Linked DNA regions of Drosophila melanogaster: region 2 is linked to region 1. The links are chromatin contacts, called in public HiChIP or PLAC-seq maps. All regions are on one chromosome and are shown on one strand. Each heading gives the region's core, a stretch centred on a gene start, on an enhancer-like site or on the middle of the called end of the contact. The rest is flanking DNA. Distances are from core to core; before and after follow the strand shown. Region 1 holds the start of CG10600. Region 2 holds the start of ssp3 (short spindle 3).

Region 1 (3,884 bases), core at 586-3,085:
TCCTTTGAGCGATATATGGAAACCATCACTCTGTAACTTCCTTTCCTCTCTTTTAAGACTGGAGGGCAATCTCTATATACATAATGTATGCGAAATAAAAACTATTTATCCAGTAGTTAAAAATGGTTTGAGGCTTGTAGCATTAAGCTTAAGCTTAGTCTAGTATTCGGGGTTATAGTTGACAATAAAAAAAATATATTTAGTACGCCTGATCAATCTACTCTAATCTTAGACTATGGAGAAAAAAAACAAATGTTGTAAGCACTTTAAGGACCATGGGGCGCAGAAACCATCAGTGAGTCTTTGGAATAAAAAGATCTAACATTAATAGTTGCAATACATTTAATGCAGCAACTCAATGAGCACAAGGAGCATAAATTAAGGGACCATTACCGCAAGGAACGAATGAAGTCTTCAGAGAATGTGCAAAAGTCCTACAAACATAATTATACGACAAATCAAAATCAGATACGGCAGGACTATTATTGCGATCATTCGTGGGAGGATCGTGAGTCTCCTTCTAACCATGAAGACCATGCTCAGTATTTGTTTTCCAAAAAATGTTTCAATGTTAATTATCACCCGGCACAAAATGAGAAGGTAAGCAGCAATAATGAAATTAATTTTTTTTTTTAATTTCAAATACCTTAACAAACGGAAGTGGAAACACCAGTCGAAATTAAAGGTGATGATGCAACCCAGTTCAAATTACACACCCAAGCAAGCAATTGTTCCAGCATATCTCCTTAATGATAGAAAAAGGCAGAAACCAGTCATAGAACACAGCTGTGGGGACTACCTTCTCTATAAGAATCAAAACTATGAAGCGGACCCATCTAGTAAAAGTGAGCAGTGTGAGGTCGAGGGTGGTTATAATAACATAACCCCACATCGTTTAAACCACCACCAGAAGCAAAAGAAAGACTCTGATTTACTTAATGCAGCTAAGGCTCATTGCCAGGCTGCTGCCGAAAGATTCCAGAATAAGTTTCCTTCATGCAGTAAGTGTTCCTCCTCCAACGAATCCCAATCGAAACCATCCAGAATAACCGTGATCAGTGCGAAAAGCGGAGACGATCTCAGAGCGGCTGTTCGGTCCCAAATAGAGGTCCAAGAGGCCTTGAATGCGTTTACACTTGAAGTGAAGGATAAGAGGGAGGAAGTACCATCCGAAGAAGAACGCAGTACCAAGCCCAAAAAGAGCAAACAAATTACGTCTCATACGCAAGCCGAGAAAGTGGATCCCACTGCCGAATGCGCCCAATTAGATACCCTAGGGGTTGACGATTTAGAACTCGTGGATCTAAGTGGCAGTCCTAGTGATGCCGCTATTACCAATGTGGATGTAAGTGACAGTCCTGGTGATGCAGCTATTACCAAAATGGATCTAAGAGACAGTCCTACTGATGCAGATATTAACAAAGTAATTGATCCGGTTATCAGGAACATTCAGCGCATGTATCTGAACACTCTGAAAGACGAAATGTCCCTCATGGAGTATCTAGTTACGGTCCCGGAATTAATTAAAAAAGCTTTTAAGCGTCCACTCGCTGAAAAAGAGCAAAAAATAACAAGGGAGTGTTGAAAGCACATTTAAATTGTATTTATTCAATGTTTATATATTTTGATCTTTAAAAAGGCAGTAACAAATTACAAAATGTGCACTTTTAAATAACGCGCCAAATATGACTCGCCTATAGATGGCGCACTTACACGTTACAATCGATGTTACGATATATCCATCTATTCTTTCATTCACAAGTCTATCTGCGCGGGTTGCCGCTAGATGGCGCCTAACAGAACACTGTTTATTGACTAGTGTGCACAAACGCTCCACATCTGAAGACTAGAGTTGAAAAACGACAGTGCGAGACGGCTTCTAGAACAAAAAAAAAAACTATTCGCGAATCGCTGAAAACGCCGCTGCGGAAATTCTGCCAGTCGAATGAAAATCGAGTGGAAGAGGGCGCGGGTGAATTGCAAACGGAGCGTAAGATAAAAGACACGGCTAGCTGAGAGGCGTCACGTAGACGGCCGACTGATCGATATTCAATACAGGCGTAGGGCAACACGCACACACACCCATACGCGCGTGTGTGTGCCACTGCACACACAAACACATGGAGAACACTCGAGGTGGCGAAAATAATGTAGAATTGGCCAACGGCGGCAAGGAATCCACGGGAAATGTACGAAAACCGGAGAAGAAGCCACTGGAAGGAGCGGTCGGGGCTTCCAAGCAGCGGGAGACGCCTGAAAAGGGCGTAAACAAAGCGTCGGCAGTGGAAAACAACAACGCAAATGCCCGCGGAAATGCCAGTCCAACAACTACAAGCGCACAGCGAGAAGCAACAACAACAATTACGCCAGTGGAACCAACAGCAGCAGCAACAACTACAAACGGCAACACTTTACCCACACAACAGCAACAACAACTGCAGTCAGGCGATGGCAACGCAAATAACCCAACAACAAATGCACGTATAATGCTAGCTGCAGCTGAAGAGGAACAGGCAGTAGCATCGTCGGTGGCAACAACTGCAGGGGCACCCACAGCCGCAACAACAACTGCAACAACAACCGCGTTGGCAGACACAACAAAAACAAGCACAAGTACGGACGAGAAGACAGGTAAAGTAAAGCGAAATTCGCAGAACACGAATCCAATGTCAACTAATGTGATTTGCACACCCACCCACTCGCCAACGCCGCCCACAGAAGAGCGCAACCACAAAAGGAAGAAGAGAGACAGGGAGCGGGATGAAGACAAGAATCGGCGCAGCAACAACCACAACAGCAGCAGCAAGGATCGGGACAAGGATAGGGATCGGGACAAAGAGCGGGACAAGGAGCGCGATAGGGAGCGGGAGCGCGACAGGAATCGCGAGAGCAGCTCCAAATCCTCCAAGGAGGCCGAACACAAGTCCAGCTCATCGCGCAGCAAGGAGAAGTATCATCGCAGTGATAGGGACCGCGAACGGGAGAAGGAGCGCGATCGGGAGAAGGTGAGCCCAGGAACCGTTTCGAAAGTGCAGAACGCATACAGAAACGTTGATTTATTGTAAACTCTGATCTGATTTCCAGAACATACATTTCTTTAATAAGTAAATGTCAATTTCTAGTAAAACTAACAAACAAAAGTATTGTCAGGGTCTTACCACCCATTTACTACGAATAAGCAAGACACGTGATCTTAAATACAGCGAGTCATAATTCTCAGAACCTTTTATTTTTGATGCGCTACATGTTTATAGTATACTTTCCAGTTTACATAGTGCTAAGTAAACCTCTACAAGATTGCACAGCTGTCCATCAAAGTAGAAATAATGAAGCACTACAAATTTATATTTTCCAGATTCCTTCCTCGTCGTCCAGCTCATCCTCGCACTCGAATCGAAGGAGAAGTTCCGACAGCAGCCGGAGCAGTCAGAACAGCTCCTTCAAGTCGAAGGATCCAGGGGCAGATCCTGTTTTGCCTCAGGCGGTTGTTGCTGCTCTCGAAAAGCAGATTAAGGTGGAGGAGGTCATCAAAAAAGAACCAGTAGAAACCAAACAAGAAGTGGATACAGAACCTACACCAGTACTTAGTAACCTCATTAAAACTGAAGCGGAAATCAAAACGGAATCGACGGAGAAGCCAAACAAACCTCTAGTAAATGGCGAGGCGATAGCGAAAACCCGAGATGAGGTTTCCAGACAGCTAAATTTCGGAGACAAGGTCTCCAATTCCAAGTTAATGCCTTCGCCGGCACCGAAATCCAGTTCGGGATCGAACTCCACGGCCAGCAATCATTCCTCCAGCCAAAGTAGCAGCAGCCGCAAATCCTACTTATCGTCTTCGTCCTCTTCATCCTCCAGCAACCATCACAAGAGTTCCTCTTCGT
Region 2 (3,884 bases), core at 609-3,108, 100 kb before region 1:
CCTGCTCTAAAATTTGAGCTCAGAGTTACCTCAGGAAATTGCTGTATAGGGAATGTAGGAATCTAACTTTGAGTGGGAAAATCAGGAAATTTTGAAATTAGGTTCGATCATGATTGGAGAAAAATGATGTTGTATGCAGGCAGTTCAAAAATTGGTTAAGTGTAAATATGAATAGCCCAATATATCCCGTCCGCAACTTAATGCATTAAAATTAACTTTATACCCAATTCTACCGATATTCCTGAAAAATGTTAAATTCTCGTTCCCACTTAGACTAACTGTGTAACGGGTCGGTGAACTTAACTATATCGTTCTCTCTTGTTTTTTTTTTATGATGTACGTCTTTATAAGATCCCACAGTGTAACCTTTGGTGAGAGTAACTTAAATATTTCCTATTATTTATTGTACCACTCTGCGCCTTTGCGGTTTTAAAATTGTTGACATAAAGTAAATCGATTAAAGTCCACATTTGTAGAGCCAATGCAATCAAAATTTTAGCGAATCAGATTAAAGCCATTACTTCAATTCTTCAATTTAAGTAGTACTTTTTTTCTCTTTTGTCCCACTGTATTACATCTAATTTAACTGTCTAATGTCTAATAAAATCAAGGCTAAATAGTTGTGGCTAAATTGTGATGGAAATCTGAAATGGTTTAAATTCTATAGGTTGGATTTTCCAAACCAAAATTAGACACCGGACATAAGAAGTAGAAGGGAAAACCGCAGAGTGAACTCAAATATGTATTCTGCTCCGGAAACGCCGAGTCTAACTCTATCCACCACTCAATTCGCGGAATGATTTCCCCAAAACCACCACTCCATCGTGGCCCCGCTCCACCCGCACACGTTCACACATACATAGTACACCCTCTCAAAGCGACTCCATGGCGAGGCAACAAACGAACAAACAAACAAGCACGCAGCGCAGACAAACAGACTGACGTACGTGGGCCTGAGAAATTCACACTCAGTTGAAACGGAACGAAATCGGAGGTCGAGTGACTGGCAACGCGATAAATCTCATGGGTTGCTGGCTGCGGAGCCTGGCCGCCTGTTCGTTAGAGTCCATGAATCGAAATTGTGTGGCTCAAGTGACGACGGTGTCTTTTTCGACTTCGTTCTCCCGTTCGATGCCTTAATTCAAAAATTAGTGTTGGTTACGTTGCACTCGCTTCAATTGACGAGTGCGATACTCGCATGAAGATGATACTTTCCGTCTGGGAAATAACTTGTTTTTAATATCTGTCGGTAGGTAGGACATACTTGGAAAACAAAAACATTATATGTACTTGCTGCTCAAAAGTTGAGTTTGGGGCGGAGCTAGTACCGACTCCGGGCTCGGGTTCTTTGCTTTCGTCTTTTTCGCTCCGCCGGCGCTTCTGATTCGAACAACTAGAGCAGTGAGCAGCATCATTTAGATTTAGACCGGAATTGTAACAGGCGCACAGCGCCGATAGACCGGTTCATCGACTCGCCGCGATTATTCTCGCCCTCTAACTGTCCCGCTCTGCCGGAGCTCGGGTTGTCTCGCTCGCCCGCGGTGAGCTTTCGGATGGAGCTTTGCGGTTAAGGGCCAATTTTGAAGGCAATTTTGTAATCCAAAAATTTCAAATTTGAGTTCTTTTTTTCTCTTTCGCTGTTTTACTTTTCTCCTGTAAACAAAAGAATTATTGTGCATTTTTATAGAAAGTTTTTGTAAGCGTTAATGTGAAATAATTGTGTTTGGTATTTTTTCTGTTTTTTTTGTTGAATACTCAAAAAGTTGCTCTTACAATTGAATTTACTTATAATGTCGATTAAGTGCGCGCTCGTATCGATAGTTTAGCTTCTATCGATTACCCAATGACAGATATTGCACAATTGCAGCCCAACGCTTAAATCAGCTGGCTCTGCTCGGCTGAGTTTGGCAGAAATCAAAAATTCTAATTTCTCTCTAACCGACACAAGACAAGCAGCAGACAACTGGAATAGTGAAGGGGAATCTTTCAGGCATTGATTGAACACATCGCGGTTTCTTTAGACTCGTTACGCCTTTGGAAAATGCTACCAAGTCCACTGGCGTTGCAAAATTCTGCGATAAAAACAACAAAGAAGCGACGTCTGAAATAGGAGCAACAAAAAAAACGAAATAATCAATTAAAATCAAAGTGAAAGCGAGTGTTTTTCGCGGAGTGTCTATAACGTTAAACAGTTCATCAGGATTCCGATTGCTACAAAGGACAAAACCAAAAGTTGCGTGAACAGCTGCAACAGCTGCGTGGGCAGCGACGCGGCAGAGACGCCGGCATAAGCTGCGCAGCAACAGCAAAAACAACAAGCTTTTCGGTCTTTTTCTGTTTTCTTTCCAACAATGGAAATGCGTGAGGTCTTGAGTCGCGAGGGCAGAGAGGCGAAAAATCTGCTCGTCTACCAGTTTTGCGATGAGACAACCTCAAGTGGTGCTACCAGTGGTTTCGGATCCACGGGCGGCGACGTTGGAGGAGGATCAGGTGGCGATGGACCAGCTGTTGGAAGCGGAGGCGTTCTTTTAAACGGTGACTGTAAGAACCATCAACTGTTGCTATTGAATATCCGGTACTTGAGGAGTTTTTCTCTTAGTTATAAAATTACTTTTAGGAAGAGACTCATGTAAAATGCTTAGTCATTACATGATAGTGGCAACTATTGTCTAAAAAATTGCTTATAATATATATAACGTATGTTGTATAAATTAGTAGGCTTAATTTGTTTTAAAATGGTTAATTTAGGTATTCCTCATGTCATAACCTTATGAAAACGTTACAATTACCGAGTGTTCGACTTTTAGCAAATATGATATTTTATTTGAAATTCCCATTAATAACTTAAATCTTTTGTAGGCTATCGAAAGCCACCCATGGTGCCACCGAAGTCGCCCAACGGCACGCCCAAAAACTGTCAATCGCCCACTTCCCCACGTCTGAAATCCTCTGCCAGTGTAGGATGCGGCGGAGGCAGTAGTGGTGGGCCACGCGTGCGCAGCGCCTCCACAGGAAGGGACAAGAAGTCGGAGCTGCAGGCCAGATACTGGGCCTTGCTATTCGGAAATTTGCAGAGAGCTATTAATGAGATTTATCAGACAGTGGAGTGCTATGAAAACATTTCCAGTTGCCAAGAGACTATTTTGGTGCTTGAAAACTATGTGCGAGATTTTAAGGCGCTTTGCGAATGGTTCAAAGTGTCGTGGGACTATGAATCTCGACCACTACAACAGCGTCCCCAAAGCCTGGCTTGGGAAGTGCGCAAGAGCAATCCCACTCCCAGAGTTCGGACTAGAAGTCTCTGCAGCCCCAACAACTCGGGCAAATCCAGTCCAGCCTTGTTTCCGGGTACTCAATCCGGAGAAACCTCACCGTTCTGTGATAATGGACAGATTTCGCCCAGGAAATTACTGCGTGCCTATGACCAAGTGCCAAAGGGAGCAATGCGACTGAATGTCAGAGAACTTTTTGCAGCCAGCAAGAGAGCTACTCAAGGATCATCTCAATCTGATAACATGGAGGGTCCTCTAGATTTAAGTGGCGACAAATCTAATTTCGTGTTGCGCAGCACGCAGTATGCCCAAACGGATTTGGAGGATCCACATCTAACTCTGGCGGATGTCAGGGAGAAAATGCGCATGGAGGCGGAGGAAAGAGAAGCTCAAAATAGAATTGAAAATGAGGCTTTAGAAGAAGTGACCATTCCAATAGACAATGAAGACGCAACGGAAAGCTTAAACAAACAAGAGCCATCTTCGCTCGAACTACCAATTCATAACGTAGCGGATTTAAGCAAAGAACCTGAATTAATGGAAGCAGCTTCAGAAGCAACTGCTCTAGAGATGACTGTGGCTTCTCTGGAGTCTATGGAAAACGCCTTACTT

The links. HiChIP or PLAC-seq counts read pairs in DNA pulled down with a chosen protein or histone mark.
Region 2: a POLR2A S2P HiChIP or PLAC-seq map of the Kc167 cell line shows a contact between it and region 1, with 3 times the contacts expected there. The contact joins the promoter of ssp3 here to the promoter of CG10600 in region 1. A contact is called at or near these places in 21 of 107 Hi-C or Micro-C datasets (the Clone 8 cell line, the D17-c3 cell line, the Kc167 cell line and 7 more) and 4 of 6 datasets of contacts at active chromatin or transcription factors (the Kc167 cell line and the S2 cell line).

The regions. Positions count from the first base shown.
Region 1 is chr2L:18,837,630-18,841,513 of dm6, reverse strand. It overlaps CG10600, which reads left to right and starts at 1,835. Exons shown (of 8, transcript NM_136069.4): 1 at 1,835-2,631; 2 at 2,719-3,005; 3 at 3,356-3,884. The coding sequence starts at 2,121. CG31752 reads left to right here and starts at 204. Exons shown (of 3, transcript NM_165266.3): 1 at 204-295; 2 at 352-600; 3 at 662-1,886. The coding sequence starts at 236. The coding sequence ends at 1,585. It overlaps CG33120, which reads left to right. Exons shown (of 4, transcript NM_176059.2): 4 at 1-114. The coding sequence ends at 36.
Region 2 is chr2L:18,941,934-18,945,817 of dm6, reverse strand. ssp3 (short spindle 3) reads left to right here and starts at 1,858. Exons shown (of 11, transcript NM_001299140.1): 1 at 1,858-2,535; 2 at 2,860-3,884. The coding sequence starts at 2,352. It overlaps lncRNA:CR44740 (long non-coding RNA:CR44740), which reads right to left and starts at 118. Exons shown (of 1, transcript NR_124374.1): 1 at 1-118.